Linked DNA regions of Rattus norvegicus: region 2 is linked to region 1. The links are chromatin contacts, called in public Hi-C maps. All regions are on one chromosome and are shown on one strand. Each heading gives the region's core, a stretch centred on a gene start, on an enhancer-like site or on the middle of the called end of the contact. The rest is flanking DNA. Distances are from core to core; before and after follow the strand shown.

The links. A called contact is a pair of places that touch in the nucleus more often than the background predicts.
Region 2: a Hi-C map of psoas muscle shows a contact between it and region 1, with 3 times the contacts expected there. The contact joins two enhancer-like sites. A contact is called at or near these places in 9 of 12 Hi-C or Micro-C datasets (the A7r5 cell line, the Rat2 cell line, Schwann cells and 5 more) and 1 of 1 datasets of contacts at active chromatin or transcription factors (oligodendrocytes).

The regions. Positions count from the first base shown.
Region 1 is chr13:98,151,676-98,158,262 of GRCr8, forward strand. All of the region lies in intron 2 of Dusp10 (dual specificity phosphatase 10), which reads left to right. Among named protein-coding and RNA genes, the nearest start is that of Dusp10, 9.1 kb to the left of the region's middle. Within about 2 kb of position 1,801, at least 19 of the 93 cell types and tissues checked have an H3K27ac peak or open chromatin away from gene starts, as enhancers often do.
Region 2 is chr13:98,332,587-98,339,183 of GRCr8, forward strand. It overlaps LOC108352654 (a long non-coding RNA gene), which reads left to right. Exons shown (of 4, transcript XR_001840998.3): 4 at 1-575. Among named protein-coding and RNA genes, the nearest start is that of Dusp10, 190 kb to the left of the region's middle. Within about 2 kb of position 2,030, at least 2 of the 93 cell types and tissues checked have an H3K27ac peak or open chromatin away from gene starts, as enhancers often do.

The DNA.
Region 1 (6,587 bases), core at 551-3,050:
TGGCTCTTTCTTACCCACTGAAGGATATATGGCACCAGACCCTTGCTTCTGGTCAACCTCATCCGAGTGACCCAGATGAATAAATCGTTAGAGATTCAGTCTTTGAAAGAATTGTAACCTTTCCCACACCAATGTTGGTTGTTTTGATCAACTGTAACTTGATTTCAAACCTAAGTAAGGAGGCTGGATCGTCCTTCTAAAATGAGAGGTGTCACTTCAGTAAGACTCCCATCCTTTTTAACATCACTGGGGTCAGGGAAATCATTTGTCCTTTATGTATGTGGGAAGGGCATGTCTCCTACTGTCCCCTCATTGTAGCCATGGCCTTTAAAATTTTATGATCAAAATTTTCAAAATGAACACCCTTATTGCCAACCAGATCAAACATGTGTTTCCTTTCTTCGTCTCCCCCTTCCTTGTTTTTGAAATATTCTGTGTCGTGTGCTGTAGTCTAATGTCAGTGTTATATATTTAATTGAGCTGGGAGTATTTTACAGAGTGGTGCAGACACTTTTCTTTCCCAGCTAAATACTTAGTGTAATATACTTGCCCAGGAATGTTCTTCAAATGTGGAATGCCACTGTTAGTGACTGGGTCTTGAGTCTAAGGAGAAGCCTCCTTCCCCTTCTTAGGACCCCCTCAGGGCCTGTCTCTGCCTGTGCATTCCGTGTGTCAGAGTCCAGGCCTGTACTTGCTGCCTTACAAAATGAAGGTAGCCTGTCTGCTGTGGGTTTTATAGCTCTGCTCTCCACCAGAAGCATTTTGGAGGGGTTGTGGGGGTCGGGGGTAAGGACTCAAAGGACTGGCAGAGAAGTAGCTGAAAAAGATTGATGCAGAGAGAGGAGTCAGGCAAGGGAGTGAGACCTACACTAAAAACTTCCCCCTACTCCCCACCCCCTCCCCATCTTAGAAATATTTTCTATTAAAATATTCAGGTGCAGTTGAACTGTTTTCAATGGTAAGATGGCATGTATGTAAGAATACGTAAGTTCATGCTCTGCATACCCATCAAAAGCTCCCATACCTTCCTCTTAACTCCGGGATAAAGAGCAAATTGGGTCTAACAGTTTTCCTGAGTCGGAATAGTTCCTGAAATACTCACTAGTAAGCAGTGCAGACTGAATAGCTACGCCAAGAAACTAGAGACCCTGGGAAAGTCTTCTTAGTCGGCTTTCTTTGGGGGGGAGAGTAACATATCCCTCCTTGCTTTGTCCACCCTTTTAAGACACATCTGCATTGCAACCTTATTTTATTCTTGTAATTCCGAATGCCTGATTAATACTCAAGGCTACGAGCCAAACATTCGCTCTATAAGAAAACGTAGAGAAATGTAGGAAGCACAGCCGATCGGCAGGACACTAGGTTCCTCCATTTGATGTCCTTGGGCAGGTTGCTGAAACCTTGAGTTCTCTGGCTTCCTCATTGGTAAAAAGAAGGCACAGCACTGGTGTTGTCCTTGTGATGTTCACTCAGGAGTTCAGTAAGCGAAGGCTTGCAAAGTGTTCAGCAGCAGAGCCCCGGATGCACGCTGAGCACGCTCTCCGGGTAGCTCGGCAATATTTCTGTGGATTGAAATGTGTCAGTCAGAAAAGGTGGTTTGTCCTCTTCTCTCCCGGGAGTACAACCACCTAGGTCTAGCTGTGTGTGTGTGTGTGTGTGTGTGTGTGTGTGTGTGTGTGTGTGTGTTGCTAGGGCCTAAAAATAACTTGGTGACTGTTACCTAATTTAAGTAGCATACAGTTGTGCCAAGTAATTGCAAAAACATGTTGGGTCAAGAGGCTGAGTAATTTGGGCATACCCTAGAATTATTTATTTGTAGGAGAGCTTAGGAAAATGGGATGATAAATCTGTCCAGCTAATGTCCTGGATAGAATAATGAAAGTATAAAACTTTTCAACTTTGTCTTCGCTGGCCTCTCCTCGATTTATTTTTGGAAGGAGGATTGTAGTCTGACTATAAAAGGGTAGATGATAGAAGGAGGGGGTGTGGGCTGCTGCAACCCTGAGTGCCAGAGCGGAGCTGGAGTGTGAGGGAAGAAAAGGAGCTAATGCTTGCTCATTTGAGTGGGTCCTGAACGTTCCCCTGAAGGAACTTGCCTGCCGGCCTTGCCTCATTGCAATCCAAGTGAAAGACCGTGGGCTTGAGCACGCCTCCCTCCCAACCCTATTCTTATTGGTCTGCTCCTCATAGGTAGGTTTTCCCGTGACCCTACAGCGCACATTCTTGTGGAGTTTGAGTGACCCCCTCATTGGTGACCTCCCAGGCTCTTAGGTTTGCCCTATTGTGAGAGCCCGTAGTTCCTCATGGTATGGGATAATGGAGAGTGGTCTATAAAGAGTAGTTGGTTCAGCTAAGCCAGCCCCCTGGTCTTTGAGATGTCCTTGCATCTTAAACAGAGGGAAAGGGCAAGTTGGCCTGAACCCAGGACTCTGGGGCAATACCAGGTCAGACCTATGAACCGAACTGAACTGAACTGGGATCAGCTACCTGGGCTGTCAAAAGAGGAGTTCAGGCAACTCTTGGCAGTGGGGTGAGTGGTAGTCACCGATTGCAAACATTAGCACTAGGTCAAGAAACTGACAGGAAAGCAGTCCGCCTGGCTACATTCTAAAGCATGTTTCTCTAGGAGGCGTGAGTCTGGAGAAGGGTGACGAGGTGTGTTTCCCTGCTTGGTCTGTTTGTGCCAACCCTCCAGTTGGTCTGATGAGATTTCAAGGGCTGAGACCCTCAGAGGCCAGGGAGGAGGCCTCTGTAGCAGGCCATGTTTCCTCAGATCTTCTCGCTGTGATAGCAGTCCTCTCCATTCTCCAAGATCCCTGGAGAGCAGTTTGGACGCAAATTATGGCCACAGGTAGTGCTTAGGCAACTCTGTCCACTTTGATACCAAATAACTAACCACACACTGAAGATATTCTGTTTGCTGTTTTGAGATGGGGTCACTGTGGAGTTCAGGCTAGCCTTGAACTTGCAGCGATCATCTTCCCTCTGCTGCCAGACGCTGAGATTATGTACAGGTGCTACCACGTCCAGCTTAAGGATAGAAATCATCCTGATCCCCAGAATGGTCTTCTAATCCACTCTGGAAGGCTGTTGATTCTACGCTGTTACGAGTGGATGGTTGACAGTCTCTGGTGCTCAGGATCCTTGCCTGCCCTTACCCTCTCTCACCCCCACTAAAGGTTTTGATTCATTTGGTCTAAGGTACAGCCTGCGCACATGCCAAGATTTTGAAAAGCTCCCCACACGATTCTACTGTGCAGTGAAATTGGAAAACCATTGATCTAGTTCAAGCTCATTATGCAGTTATGGAAATGAGGCCCGGAGAGGTTTATGACTAATCCAAGGTCACATGCGTGATTAATTTCAGAGCCTTGGTCCTTGGTGCTAAAATAGGGTCTTGGCAGGCCGTAGACTGATATGTGTGTATGTGTACATTATGTGTATGTATATGTGTATGTGTACATTATGTGTATGTGTAGCAGCATCCCATGTAGAGTGTACGACCTGAAATAAAGTAGTCCACTTAGTCGTTTTGAATACTAGTACCTTTTTGGTTTTCAGGTTTCCATCTAGAACAAAACCAGACTTAAGTGAAAGGATTTTGGAAACCAGTACCTGAGGGTCACAATTTTACCTAGGTCCTGGAACATGGGCCAACTATTAGCATTGATTTAATCCCATTTTCTTAGCAACTTAATATTTTAAGGAAGAGCTAAAAAAAAAAAATTTGCCAAGGTACATGCAAATAAAGGGTTGGGAAAGGGCTTTCTAAATGGAAAGTGCTTGCTTGGCAGGTGCAAGGGCCTAGGCTTGATCCCCAGAGCTTCAAGCATCTCAAGTTAACAGCTCTTTGGCGGTTCATGGTAGTGCAAGCTGGTGGGTAGAGAGGTTAGACCACAGGTCTCGTAGCTGCCGACAGTCCCTTCTGTGTGTGAAGCACTGTGTGAATCTGGAAAATATGTTCTGTCAGTGTTTGTAGTCTCACAGTAAGGGAGAGAGCATCCAGGGGCCTTAGACTGTGCACGACCGAGTTCCAGCAAGCAGCTTGTTTAGGGCATGGTTTATCTTCAGGAGATGTTGTTCTGCTAAGCATCTTTGTGCTGTTTCCTCTAGCCTTCCCGAAGTACACCAAGGGCCTACAGAATTTCTTTCCAAGGCTGCAGCCTGCAAAGAAACAGATTTGTTGTTTTTAATGGAAAGGGAATTATTACACGCTCTTTCTGCTTCTGCAGTTGTGGCAGACAGGGTCCCTCTGTGTAGCAGAGTGGAACTTTGTCGTTTGAGCCTCAACTGTTTGGACATGTTTCTGATAGGAACAAGACCTGTGTTTAATTTTACCCCGTGTCCCTTGTGAGAAAAAAAGGGCACTAGAGGTAAACAGACCAGTCAAACAGTGCTTCAGAGACAAGGTTTTGGCCTGCTTTTATCTTTTAACTTTATATATATATATTTTTAAGGGCCATTTTGCAGTACGAGGCTAGGATGAGAACACAGCTCTCCTTGGTTCCAAAGCCTTTGCTGTATCCCTGTATGATGAAGATCCCCATATGGGTTTCTTTGTGCTGTTACTGTGGGAAGATGCTCCAGCCAGAAGCCTGGAAGGGTTTCTTTTGACTCACAGTTTAAAGGGACCTTCGTTTACCGCCGAGAAGATGTGGTGGTTAGAGCTTGAGGCAGCTGGTTCTGTGGTATCTGCAGCTAGGAAGCAGAGAGATGGGAGGCTACACTCGGCTTGCTTTCCTTGTGTTCTCCCCAGGTCCCAGCCCCACAGAAATGGTGGCACCCACAGTTAGGGTGGGCCTTTCCCACTTAACCTAGTCAAGTAATCCTTCACAGGGTTGCCTGGACGCTCTTTTTTTTTTTTTTTTTTTTTTTTTTTTTTTTTTTTCTGCTGATTTTAGGTCCCTTCATACTCCCTCTTGGATAAATTTTTACTGGCTAACATTTACCATAGACCATATGTGCTGCTGTCAGCTTCTGACCTTACTGATTGAGAAAAATTAGAGGTGAGCAAACAGTGAATGGGCATAGTGTATTGTCGATAGTTGGGCCCCTGCCTTAGAGCAAACTTTTATCGTAAAGTAAAAGGAGGCACATTTTACATTCAACTTGCTAGTGCTTTCTAATCGTGATGAGTTTTTTTTTTTTTTTTTTTTCCTATAGATGTTTTCATCCAGAACCCAAGAACAAAATCTCCCAAGTTATGTTTGTTTTCAGGATATATCTATGTCAGATACCATTCCTTAAAAGTTAGGAAATTGGGGTTGGGGATTTAGCTCAGTGGTAGAGCGCTTGAGGCCCTGGGTTCGGTCCCCAGCTCCGGAAAAAAAAAAAGTTAGGAAATCTGTATTCCCTTCTGCCAGCAAGACCCACATTTTATGTAATGTAAAGAAAAGGAAGGTTGGTTTTCCTTTGCATAGGAAATCAGCTGAGCCTGCTTGGAACTTCCATAGGAGATAAAAGCAGTTTCCTCTTAAGTACTGTTGCCCTCCTCACTGCTGTGGAAAGCAGGGTAAGGGGGGAAGGTTTTATTCTGGCTTACAGTTTGATGGGGAAACATATCGTGTTGAGGAAGGCCCAGGGGCAGAAACAGAAGGATGTTCGCTCTTGTCCGGGCTCACCAGACTTCCCTCTTTAACTTGGGGCAGACCCCCAGCCTATGAAGTGGGACCCCTACATCTTTCTGAAACATTCTTATAGGCACATCAGAGGTCTGACTCCTACTGAGTTTCCATCCAGACGAGTTGACAAGATGAGAGACCATAGTAGGCCTGTCTCTTGTCAGCTTGGCCTCCAGACACATCACTGGCAAACCATCGGTCTGTGTTCTGCCCTGGCAAAAGTAGAAGTGCCTTTACAGAGAGGACGTCAGGGCAGATTCAGTACATTACCTGGCTTCTTTCATGGTTTATTTATGACAAAAGGCCTCCTCACAGCCCCACCCCAGACTTGAATTTCATGGAAAAACAAACCAAGTCCAGCTGTTCTTTGTGTTTCCAGAAAGGGTTTGCTTCTTGTCTTACACAGGGAGTGGGACCCCATTGGGCATCTGCTGTTCACTCCTATTATCAAGTGTGTAGAAGGAACACGCCTGACCCAGGGATTGTGTCTGTCGTAAGAAGCACCGTGAAGGGTAGGACATCCCTGCCCAGTCCAATACCTTCTGTTTATTCCATGGAAGGAATAATCTCACACCCTTTGAATCATGGCCCTGAGGTGCACCACCACGGCACTAAATAGTGCCAGATGTTGCTACTGGAAAGAGAGAAGGAGAAAAATAAATCAGATGGGAGGAGGGGGCAGGAGTTGCGTGCATGTGTGCGCGTGCGTGCGTGCGTGCGTGTGCGCGCGTGCGTGCGCGTGCCTACAGTGCAGTTATAAGCAGGAGCTCAGGTGGTAGCTGCAGACCTCCACCCTCAGGTTTGGTTCCAGGCTGAGTTTTCTCTGCCTCCATCTTGAAATGGTAAGACTAGAGCAGACTTTTTAGGGGACAGTCACTGAAGCAAAATGGATCATTTTCTTGTGTTTTGTGACTTCCATGCTTATAAAGAAAAAAAAAATCACTTCTTTCAAACTGGTAAGATTTT
Region 2 (6,597 bases), core at 780-3,279, 180 kb after region 1:
TTTGGGCCTGGTGGCTTTGTGACTGTATGGCCATAAAGTCTTGAGATTGTTGGACAAAAGCCTCTCCCATGAATTTACGGCACAGGAAGAAAATAAACACGGAATGCTTTCAGCCCGAACAAATACCAAGTATCTCCTGACACCCGGTGTCTCCACCGCATGACCCCTGCTGAGCCCGGCTGATGCATGTGGAACTGACACACCTGGGCCACACCTGGGCCACACCTGGGCCACACCTGGGCCACACCTGGGCCACACCTGGGCCACACCTGGGCCACACCTGGGCCACACCTGGGCCACACCTGGGCCACACCTGGGCCACACCTGGGTGGTGGTCAATTCGCTCCTGCCTTTTGCTTTCTCAGCCTTTGTCCTTGAGATTTAGGCTGGTCTTCTCGGATTTCTCCCTAATTAATTCAGGTCTCCTAGTAGTCGGTCTTTTGTTACGAAGTCACTCTTGAGCCAGGGTTTCCCACTGTACTTCCCAGATATTTTCTACCTGGGGAACTTGGGTATATAAGTGTGAATAAAGCTACAGGAGTCTCTCTCTCTCTTCCTCTCCTGGCTTGACATGAATAACCTGCCTGATTCTCGGTACCGTGTTGGTGCGGGCATGGGGCACCAATACCCACTCGCTGGGATCCTGAAAGGCTTCAGTCTTGAAGGTCAGCCTTGGCAAACCAGGCTCTCAACTTTGACCAGTTGAAAACCACCGCCAAATGGTTAGAACCAAATGCCAAGGTGCCCCTAGGAAATGACAGTGGGCGCACGGGAGTAGTAGTACCTTTGGAAGAAATAAACAAATTCATGACTTGGGACAGACTGATAAAGGCTTTGAAAAGTGGATTCATTTCAGGTCCTGATGCTGTGCAGTGGACACATCGCTTTTTGTTAGAAAACTATGCTCAGGGCCAATGAGATGGCTCAACAGGTAAAGAGGCTTGCTGCCAATCCTGAGGACCTGAGTTCAAATCCTGAAACACAAACATAGTGCGACCCTAAGGTTGTTGTACACACACACACACACACACACACACACACACACACACACACACACAGGAAGAGCACTCAGAGAAGGCCTGATGCTTTTAAGTGTCAATCAAGCCCTAGGTACTAGGACAGCAGCAAGGCACACAAGTCAAGTGTAGAGGGTTTGGCCTAATGCTGCTTATATTCTAATGTTAATTTGGGTCCACGAAACTGCAGAATTTGAGTGTCTGCACTTAGCTTCTGGGAACCGCCCCCAGCTGGTTCTGATTGATAAATAAAAATGTCCACAGTCAATAGCTGGAAAGGACAGAGGTGGGTTTTGGGGATTTCCCAGACTTGGGACTGCAGGGAGAGTGTGGAGGAGAGGAGAGATGCCATGCCTAAGAAGAGAGGCGTGACCGCCACGTGAAGGAGCCTGGAGAGCGCGGCCCAGTTGGGCAGCCCTCTGGGTCCAGGACAGTTAAGATAGAATATAGAACCCGCCACTGGGGTTTATTTATTAGCTATTAATTCAACGCACATGTCCAGACATCACCAGTGTTTCCGCCAAGATTCAGTGAATGGGAAGAGTAGAGAGAAAAGCGGATCTGGTGAGCAGTTGGCCTGTGTTCAGGTGAAATCTCTTCAGACCTGTTATTTGCAGACTCTTGCCCTGCTTCTTCTTGAAAATGTCCCCTGTCCTCGTCACAGCCCTTCTTCTATGTCCAGGGTGGTTTCTGTGATAGTCACAAGCACAGATAATGAAGCCGTGTGAATCTTTTCGCTTTATGATTGAGTGAATCCTCTTTCCAGACCCTTGCCAGTTCTTGACTGAGGCATTCCATGGCCTGTCTCTCCACTCTCCTTCAGCCCTCTTTACAACAAGGACTTCAAAACTCCCGGCAGCAGAGAAAAATCAAAAGCTTAAGGAATCCCCAGGCAAGGCTGCCTCAGTGAGTGTTATATTTCACTTTGGGATCCCTGGGAGTCAAGACACCCTTTGCTGCCTTGGCTTGCTGGGGAGATAATGAGCCTTTGCCTTTTTTAGCCTCTTCCCTGAAGTAACTGAAGCTCCTTCTCATGGTTACAAGCACCACACAAGCACCACGCTTTGGGGGAAGGGCCCAGTGCACTGACAGACCAGTTAATCCTAGCTGGTTTTGGCAATGACTGAGTTTGCACAAAGCTAATCTCCCCAAAGCCTTGGGTTTGAGAAGACTAGCTTTCTAAAAGAATATCCTGGACTGCTTCCTCAGAATTTTCTCAAATTTAGTTTCTACTAGTCTGCAGAGCAATTCAGTTCAGACGACACATCTTCCTACACTATGCCCTTCTCAATCCATTGAACATGAGCTCATCTGAGAAGCAACGCAACCCTGGCTGCAGGTAGGGCAATGATGTCCAATCACAGGCTTTCAAAAGGAGAGACGAGAGTGGATCACACAGGATTCATTCTCTCTCACTGAGATGTAGACATTGGCTTTTCTGGCTGTACCTCCTGCAGCCCTTGGACATCATTCATCACTTCATTTTGAAATTTATTTCCTGTTTAGAAACTAGAGCTTGGAAGAGTAAGAAAAGATCTACTCCACTACTCAACATAGAAAAGTGTCCTGTCTGTCTCAGGTGTCTGTCTCAGGTCTTTAAATGGAGATGCTCTTCCGGTTTAGGGAGAGAAACCATTTACTTCCCTTAAGTTGGGATGCAGTGGGACGTGTCCAGCCAGCAACAATAGCCTTGTCCTTGGCTGGAAAGATCTGGATGGTCTTCCTCACACACAACAGAGAAATACGGAGAGAGGGGGAGTGGAGCCGCTTAAGCTTTTCATAAACAATCACATTTTGACTTGAGGTACTTAAGTGACTTTGGCACCCATGGCCTTCCTGTCTTTGAGGCTCCCAAGTGCCTCAAGCAAGTCAGTGTGGAAAGAGGTTCTAATGGTCACTTACTGTGGTAGCATGGGAGTCCTGTGAGACTTCAGCAGAGGACTCTGGCTCCTTTACACAGTGCATGACCCATTTTCAAATGTATATCAAAACAACTGATTTGTTACAAACAGAGGGAAGTTCATCTCCAGCCCTCCCTACTTTTGCTTTTTAAATTTTAATTTTATTTCCTTGTCTGTATATGAGCATTTTGCATGCATGTATTTAAGTATACGGCATGTGTCTCTGTCGTTTTCAGAGGTCGGAAAAAGGAATGTAGTTACAGGTGGTTTCGAGCTGCCACATGGGTGCTGGGAATCAAACCCAGATTCTCTAGGAGAGCAGCCGGTATTCTTAAGTGCTGAACCATGTCTACACACACACACACACACCCTTTCAACTTAAATTTTTATTTTTATTCTTTTTCTTTTGTAAATTCATGGGTAAGTCCCAATTTTCCTTTAGCTCCTTCAAGCATCCATGACACCTAACATCAATCATCCTATCAAAGTATGTATGGGTTTAATACACAGGTCTTCAGAGCCAGTGCAACCCGAAAAGAAAAATAGAGCTGCAAATGTCTCCAAGCACGGTCCTTTACAGTGGCACGAGACCATAAACATTGCCCACATATCAGACAGGGAAGCCCAGAACAAAGGTGCTCGCTCTGCTTTGAAAGTAAGGGCACTAAAGATGTGTTTGTTACTCTAACAAAATCCAATACACATGAGATTTGAGCTCAGAAATCACCGTTGCAATCATAAAGTGACGCTTTTCTTTAGACAGAAACCTTTTCATACATACTCGCTACGGCGAAGTGTGTGTGGAAAGGTCTGGCTTTAAAGAAGCCAGAGAGATTCATAAAAGGAGATAGTCAGGGATGTAGAGGTCACGGCTCACTTTAGATAAATCTGAAATCAAAGTAGCCCCGAGGCGATGCCATGAAAATTAGGGGAATTTTGCTTTCTTATTAATGCAAATTGGATTTGCTCTAACTCTCTCAGAGACGGAGGGCAGGGCAGTCCAAGGCATCTTCCTTCTTGTAACTGTATCTGCTCCATTGCAGATCGCCTCTCCCCCAAACAACTGTTAATAGCTCGGTCCCGAGAAAAGCGATACTGTATTTCAGCTTGTGTGGTGGGACTGTTACCTAGCACTGCAGTAAATTTTACACAGCAGTTGGCTGTGGGATCAAACTAGCCGGGCTAAATGAATTAAGCAATCGTATCATACTGCAGGGCGTATTAAGGAGCATGCCCGAATTAGGGCACTCGATACTCCCGTCTCACGGTCCCACTTCCGCCCCCATAATGCTTTGGCCCAGCAGGCTGTAATTTGATATTAAACAGGGTTCTTATTAAGTAGATACAATGAAATAACTGAGTTTTTGTTGCATTAGTAGAGTTAAATGCACTTTATTAGCGCTCATTAAGAGGAGGGGGAAGGTAGAGGTAAGGATTCATTAGCCAAAGAGCAGCCCCCGAGAGGCTGAGCGATTAAACAGCTTGGGGGCCAAGAGCAGGATCCGGGCCACACACAGCAGAGTCTAAAAGTCCGTCCTTTCCCCCGTGACTAAAATGTTTGAGAATAGTTTGGGGAAAGAAATGTTAGGTCCAACTGCAGGTCAGCTGAAAGTATGTGTTTCTTTCCAGAGTTGTTAATTTGACAAAAGGCAGAAGCCCCATAAAGAGAGCGCAAATTATGATTTATGTTTTAGAAGAGAAAGGAAGTTGTATACTTTTGGGAATCGGGGTTGGGGGTGGGGGTGGAATCCTGCTACCAACTATTCAATTCTAAAGGATATTCCGTGAAGATGGCTTTTACTCTTCTTTGGTTTCAGAGGGAAAAACACTTCCAGTGGAAACATTTGTACACAAAGTGAGTTTCTTGACTTCTTAAGCTCCTCATTAGTAATGCTTGCCTTGTAAGAATAAACTCGGTCCAGCTGAAGGGATGGCTCAACAATTCAGGGCCTTACTGCTCTTCTCCAGTCTAGTTCCCACCCCTGGTTCTCCAGTTCCAGGGAATCCAACACCCTCTTCTGGCTTCTAGGAGCAGCGACATGCGCGCGCCTATACTGACCCACACACATAAACAGCAGCAACAAAAGTGTGCTTCTTTTTCAGTTAACAAAAATAAAAAAATAAAAAATTTGGCCAACGGGATCTCCCTGATTCAATTATAACCGAAGTCCCTACTCTTTAAAAATGATATGACGACAGGTGGTCTCTTCAAGGCCTCCATGTCAACTCAGCTCTCTTATTTTAATATTTCTTATTTTTAATATTTTGACATATACAGAGGTGAGGGCTGGACCTGGATCAAATCACATGCATACACCCACCCACACCCTGGTACTCTGAAATGAAGCCCCCCCCCCCCCGCCACGAAGTAAATGCTATTTTAAACAGCCATCCATCCGTAATTAAAAGTAAGTATAGTTTTGAGATGAAGACCCTTATGTAAATTTTAAATAACTCTGAATTGGGGAGTCTGATTGTTCCTGGTAGGTCTGATGTTGTGTTAAGATCTGATACACACCTTGGGGCTGGGGATTTAGCTCAGTGGTAGAGCGCTTACCTAGGAAGCGCAAGGCCCTGGGTTCGGTCCCCAGCTCCGAAAAAAAGAACCAAAAAAAAAAAAAAAAAAAAGATCTGATACACACCTTAAGCAGTGGCCAGTTCTGTAACATTCCGGGCTAGTGTCCTACTCCTTTGTTTCTATCTGTGGTCTATAGGATGCTTCCCAAATGTCCAGTGTTATAGGCTTGGCTTCCAGGTGTCACTTTTGGGGCGTTTCCTTTGGAGTCAGGGCCCCTAGACTCCCCTTACTGGTACCATTGCCTGCTGACTCATAGTCTAGGCAGTTTCTCCAACACATGCTCCCGCCATGATTATTGCCCTTACCAGAGACTCAAAGTAAGGCAGACTTTTAACCTTGAACTGAAACTCCAGAACTGGGAGCCCCAAGTAGGTCTTTTCTCTTTATACGTTAATCACCTCGGGTGCGTTGTTACAGAACTGGTGGTTAATGCTATGCTCCCCAACTTTTTATCTCTTCACTTCTAGCTCCCCACTTCCCATTGCCTGTGTGTTTCAAATAAACCCTATCATCGCTTTCCCTAAGATCCTGCTTTGAAGAGAACATCTTTAAGGAAAGTAGGTATAATGACGGCCATCTTCACAGTCATCCATATTGGAAAACATTAGCATCATTGCGTCCACACAGTTGGGTTACTAGTGCTCTGGATTTTATATCCACGACACACTCCCCTTCACCTCACGCCCTCCATTATAGGCTGGTGATAACTCAAGGCCCTGGCCACAGCCCTGACACTGCAGAGAGGCCTCCAGTGCCATCAGTCCTTGTTGTGCTGTGTGTGCCTCACCTGGATGCAGCCCTTTGAGAGCATAGCTCTTGCTGAGTAATTTTTTTTTGCTAAAATCTGCAGCCGATTCCCTTGTCTGGGTCTATAAAATGAGCGTCGGCACTCTGAGCACTTAGCTTGGAGCCTCTGCTTCCCCAGTGCTCCGTAAGCCTACCACTCTGGTGTCCACACCCTTTCCTTGGGCCAAGTTCAACTTATTGCCGCTTTCCCTATGTGCTACCCATGATTCACTGCTTCTTCTTGTTCTTGGTCCCTTTTCCTGCCCTGGAGTGCAGCAAATGGCCTGAATTTAGTTTCCAGTATTTACACAGCAGC